Linked DNA regions of Rattus norvegicus: region 2 is linked to region 1. The links are chromatin contacts, called in public Hi-C maps. All regions are on one chromosome and are shown on one strand. The core of a region is the stretch at or near the end of the contact, and the rest is flanking DNA. Distances in the headings are between cores, read along the strand shown.

Evidence for each region. Hi-C and Micro-C count contacts between places; a contact is called where the count stands out from the background.
Region 2: a contact with region 1 is called in a Hi-C map of prefrontal cortex, with 2.7 times the contacts expected there. The contact joins two enhancer-like sites. A contact is called at or near these places in 3 of 12 Hi-C or Micro-C datasets (frontal cortex, hepatocytes and prefrontal cortex).

The regions. Positions count from the first base shown.
Region 1 is chr12:14,880,393-14,883,092 of GRCr8, reverse strand. It overlaps Trrap (transformation/transcription domain-associated protein), which reads left to right. Exons shown (of 71, transcript NM_001105907.4): 50 at 792-971. All of the region lies in intron 1 of LOC134481264 (a long non-coding RNA gene), which reads right to left. Among named protein-coding and RNA genes, the nearest start is that of Trrap, 60 kb to the left of the region's middle. Within about 2 kb of position 1,327, at least 25 of the 93 cell types and tissues checked have an H3K27ac peak or open chromatin away from gene starts, as enhancers often do. A contact at or near this core is called in prefrontal cortex, where this site is marked.
Region 2 is chr12:14,921,568-14,924,267 of GRCr8, reverse strand. Trrap (transformation/transcription domain-associated protein) reads left to right here. Exons shown (of 71, transcript NM_001105907.4): 12 at 1,451-1,589; 13 at 2,471-2,549. Among named protein-coding and RNA genes, the nearest start is that of Trrap, 18 kb to the left of the region's middle. Within about 2 kb of position 1,382, at least 10 of the 93 cell types and tissues checked have an H3K27ac peak or open chromatin away from gene starts, as enhancers often do. A contact at or near this core is called in prefrontal cortex, where this site is marked.

The sequences.
Region 1 (2,700 bases), core at 78-2,577:
GAGGATGGTAGGACAGACACAACTCAAGGGCCACTGTTACTTGTGTGCTCAGACAAAGGACAGTCCTGGTTTGTCAGGGTCCTAGTGCTTAGGAGAGTCAGATCTGCTTACCTGGAATGAATGAAACTAGGTCTCGCCTTGGACACAACTGCGGCATTCTCTCCTGGACCTCGGTGACAGCTAAGGCTGTCATGGTTCCTTTGGGAAAGATTGATTTCCCTTAGTGTGTGGGAGCAACATAAGCAAGGGCCCTATAGACATTGCACAGGGGCTGCTACAGACAGAAGTGTCTTAGGAGGGTTGAGAACACAAGGGATTTCACAGTCAAGGGCTGATGTCACATCAGAAGGTTTTATGTGGACTGAGAAGTCTTTGAGGGGTTCAGGGAGTGAGAGGAGTCACGGCGCTAGCTATGAACAGAAAGATGATTTTAGAGTAGGTCTACAGATAACCCAGGAGGCTCCCTGGGCTGGGTTTGGGGCTGTGCTGCAGGTGATGAGAGGAAAGGAGAGTCAAGGGAGGGGAAGCATAGGTCTCTCCTGGACAGTGCATCTAGGGCGGAGAGAAGCATGATGGCAACCTGGAAGAGCTTGGGCCAAGAGCAATCGGAAAGCAAGTTCAGGCCTGCAGCTAACCCGGGGTAGGAGTTGGGGGCACTGTGACCTGAGATGTGGACCTGGGTTGTCTGTGTGTGAGCTGCTCCTCTGATACTCAGGTGCTCCTGGGTGTTCACACCCTCCCCGTACCAGGTGTTGCTGTTAAACTGTTCTTTTCCCCATGATCCTCTCTAGCTCCTCCTGGCGGTGTGCGAGAAGAGCACAGCCATTGGAACCAGCTGCCAGGGAGCCATGCTTCCCTCCATTACCAATGTCATCAACCTGGCCGACAGCCATGACCGGGCTGCCTTTGCCATGGTCACTCATGTCAAGCAGGAGCCTCGGGAACGAGAGAACAGTGAGTCTAAAGAAGAGGTGAGGCTCTGGCTGCGCAGACGAAGTTGCCGTTAGTTTTGAGTTGGCAAGAGTAGTGCAGGACCTGTCTCTGCCCCAGGCTAAGTGTGGCCCCTTAGTTTGGCTTTCTTGCTGTTAAAACCAAAAAGCATCTTCTTTGGCATGCCCATTTGGCATTGTTCTGAGCCAATTCTGCTTAAAGCCGGCATCTGTTTTGAGGTTTTTCCCTCTGCTGTGATGCTGTACTTCGAGCAGAAGTGATAACCGTCACACAGGAACCCAGGGCTGAGCCCTCCACAGCCTTCTGGGAGCCTTGTGTATGGTCACATTGCTGGATGGTAATGTGGAGCCGAAAGTGCCTCTGGAAAGAAGCTGCTGCCCTCCTTAGTCGTCAGCTCTCCCACGCTCCACTCTCCTCGTGGGAGCGTTTGCTGGTGCTCCTTACGCTACTGGCTTTGTGGGTGTGGGCGTAGAAAAAAGTCACCTAGCAACAGGGAGAACACTTCCTTCCTGTAAAAGGGGGAGCTGGGGGCTGGTGTTATAGCTTAGTTGGTTGAGCACTTGCCTAGCATATGTGAAGCCCCTGGACAGTTCAGTTAAGGAAGAAGTTGTTAATCACGTCCATCTGTCATGTCTTGCTATAATAATCTGAGTGACATCGGTAGCCATGCTTGGTGACTCCTCCAGGACTACTGTTGGCTTTCAGGGATAGTTTCCTGCTTCATTGTTGACTATGACTTTCTAGAAACTTGAGACTAGAAAACACTGACCCGGCGTGTCCCGTACAGTGACTCGGCAGCATTGACGTACTGGAGCTTCTCAGAACAAGTGACACACTTGTGACTCCACCGAAGTTCACTCTGATCATCCAAACACAGAGAACAGTGGTCATCCTTCCACCATTGTTTAGAAGGAGATGCAGTGGGTACAGGGAGGGTCAGGATGGCAGATGTGAGCCTGAGTACCATGGTGTACAGACTAAAGTGCCAAGATGAAACACATTACACATTCTAGCTAAACTTAAGGGGGAGAAGGAAGCTCTGGAAAAAGTAATGCTTGTTCATCCGAAGCCAGTTGCTCACTTCTGTCCTCCTTACAGTCAGATCTAGCCTAGAGACTTACTGCTGAATAACCCTACTTTCTTGCTCTTTCTGAACTCTGGCTGGCTGATTCAACTCAGCTGTTCTGGATCAAACTCCTCTCCAAGCTAACTGACTCAATCTGGCTTCTGTCAGCTTCTGAACTGCTCTGCTTGGCCTCATACTAACTCTGGCAATCTGTTCTAATCCTCTGGCTACTTCTCGTTTTCTGGTTCATTCTGTCTTCACCTGTGTCTAGCTTTGTTCTCTCTGCAACCTGTCTCTCTGTAACTGCCTCAGCCTCAGTTAAACTGCCTCCCTCCGCGCCCCTCTGCACCCTCTGTCTAAAGTAGCTTCCCTCTCTGCTCTTGTGAGAGTTGGGCGTATCCTAGTCTGTCAGGTCTTTCTCTGATTTGTCACTTTGCCACTCAAGTAGATAACACTTGTCAAACACGGGGCTTCCTTCTACAGACTGTAACTCTACCTTCATTGTTTGGGATTAAAGGTCTCTACTGAGGCCATGTCTGTTCCAGCCAGGGGGATTAAAGGGATGTGCTAATAAGGCTGAGTCGCACATAACAAGAATTATGGATTGGGTGAGCTGGCTCTCGGTTATGTTTTTTAATAGAAAGGTATTTTAATACAGCAATATCCTTCATCTAAAATGCTTA
Region 2 (2,700 bases), core at 133-2,632, 41 kb before region 1:
CCAGCTCCGAAAAATAGAAAAAAAAAAAAAAAAAAAAGAAGAAGTGAAGGCTCATGTGTGCAGGGAATCTTCCTCCTTTGCTCTTTGCCTTCTCTTTCTGAGGCAGGTCTCTTAAGTCAAACCCAGAGCTCATTGATCGGTTAGTCTTCTGCAGACTCTCTTTATGAGATGAAGTCTCACTGTGTGGTCCAGGCTGACCTTTGGCCCATGAGCTTCCAGAGTGCTGGCTCGTGGGCATTTGCCATCATGAGTGGAGTTTTTGGGCCTTGGTGTTTGAGTCAGGAAGAGGTTGTTTAGAGCTGCTCAGAAGTCACCATGCTCAGCTCACGTTAGTGGGGCGACTAAGTAGAGGGAGGGAGGGAGGGAGGGAGGGAGGGAGGGAGGGAGGGAGGGAGGGTGGATGGATGGATGGATGGATGGATGGGTTTGTTTGTTTGTTTGTTTGTTTGTTTGTTTTTGAGACAAGCTGTTACTGTGTAGCCATGGCTGGCCTGGAACTTGCTAGGTAGACCAGGATGCTTCCTGCCTCTGCCTCCTGAGTGATGGATTTAAAGGTGTAAGCTATTATGCCTGGCATTTACTTATTTTAAAAAGGTGTGTAGAGGTGTGTGTGTGTGTGTGTGTGTGTGTGTGTGTGTGTGTGTGTGTGTGTATACCTGCGCACTTGTGCATGTGAACGAACACTTGCCTATGGAAGCCAGAAAAGGGCATTGGATCTTATGGATCTGGAGTTACAGGTGGTTGTGAACCACCTGTCATGGGCACTGGAAGGTGAAGGACAGGGTGGGGGTCCCCTCTGGAAGAGCAACAAGTACCCTTAACCACCAAGCTGTCTCTTTAAAGGTATGTGAGCCCTGTCACTGTCTCAGATATACCAGAAGAAGGCATGAGCTCTCATTACAGATGGTTGTGAGCCACCATGTGGGTGCTGGGAATTGAACTCAGGACCTCTGGAAGGGCAGTCGGTATTCTTAACCACTGAGCCATCTCTCCAGCCCCAACCAAGCTGTCTTTCTAGCACTGAATATTTTTTTTACTTTCTTTCTTTTTTTTTTTTTTCTTTCGGAGCTGGGGACCGAACCCAGGGCCTTGCGTTTGCTAGGCAAGCGCTCTACCACTGAGCTAAATCCCCAACCCCTGAATATTTTTTTTAAACAGGCGCTTTAAGCATTTATTTTCTTTCTTCCAAGGAGGTAATGCAAATTCAGTGTTGAAATTTGTAAAGCAATAGAACAATAAGAGTGTCGTGCCCACACTTAGTCTACGTGGGAGGCCATCTGTCCCTGTGGGCACACTTCCCTTTCAGAATGACTGCTGCATGACTGCACACGCACGTACACACTAAAACCTTTCTGGCGGTGCTCACTTAGGCTCGGTGCTGCATAAAGAGCTTGGGTGTCTCTGCAGCCTCTCAGACACAGTGTGACTGTGGTCTTCCTTGCTGTGACAGGAGCTGGTGACAAAGTATTCTCAGCAGATGGTGAAAGGCATGCTACAGCTGCTTTCCAACTGTCCAGCGGAGACCGCACACCTCCGGAAGGAGCTTCTCATCGCTGCCAAGCACATCCTCACCACGGAGCTAAGAAACCGTAAGGCCGCCTTTTCTCCCAAGGCCTGTGTAGCCTGGGCCATCTTTGGAGCAAGGCTTGCTGACTTCCTAGAATTTCTACAGGGTCTTAGCATGTCTGGTCCTTCATTATTGCAGCCTTGGGTCTTCAATTTTTAATTTTCATTTGTTTGCTCGCTCGTGTATGGATGTGTGTGTTTTACTTGTGTCTTTGTACAACTGTGCACCACACATGTGCCTTTTGTCTGCAGAGACCAGAAGAGGGTGTCAGATCCCCGAGACTGGAGTTTGAGACACTTCAGAGCTGTCATGTGGGTGTTGGGAATCGAACTAAGTCTTTACTGAGCCAACTCTCTAGCCCACTTATGTTTTCAAGACAGGTTTTCTCTGTGTAGCCCTGGTTGTTCTGGAGCCATCTGTAGACCAGGCTGGCTCAAACTCTGAGATCTGCCTTCTGAGTGCTAAGATACTAAAGGTGTGGGCCATCATACCCCGCCAGCCCTCTTTGAAGACATATTTTTATTAATTGTCTGTGCGTGTGCTGGGGTGAGGGTTTGCACACGAGTTCAGGTGCCCGCAGGAGGCCAGAGGCCTGAGATGTACTTGACTTTAGAACTAAGCTGGCTGTATGTCAGGTTTGTTCCAGAATCTAACTGTCCCGTGGGCTTGTCATCCATATCCAAGAGGTCAGTTCTCTTCTGCCTTTGGTACGATTGTGCCATCTCTCTAGTCAGTCTTGGTCAGTTCTCTAACACTGAACATTACCCGGACTGTCTTCGTGGGCAGGCGGCTTGTGTGGCCCAGTAGAAGCAGCATCTCACCTCACAGGGTCTTTGCTGTCTTTTCTCTGCCCTGAGCACTGGGGAAGGCTTGTGAGGTCTTTAATGTTCTTCTGTTTCCTAGAGTTCATCCCCTGCATGGACAAGCTGTTTGATGAATCTATCCTGATAGGCTCTGGGTACACGGCTCGGGAGACGCTCAGGTACAGCCTTGCTAGACGGACACAGGCCTGCTTGGTGCGATTGCTAGGGACTGGATCACCTGTACTAGGACTCTAATTAAGTGCAGGTCTGCTGGGCTCTCCTCACTTCCTGGATTTAGAATGGCCAGTAAGTTTGAAAGTCCTTAGGTTG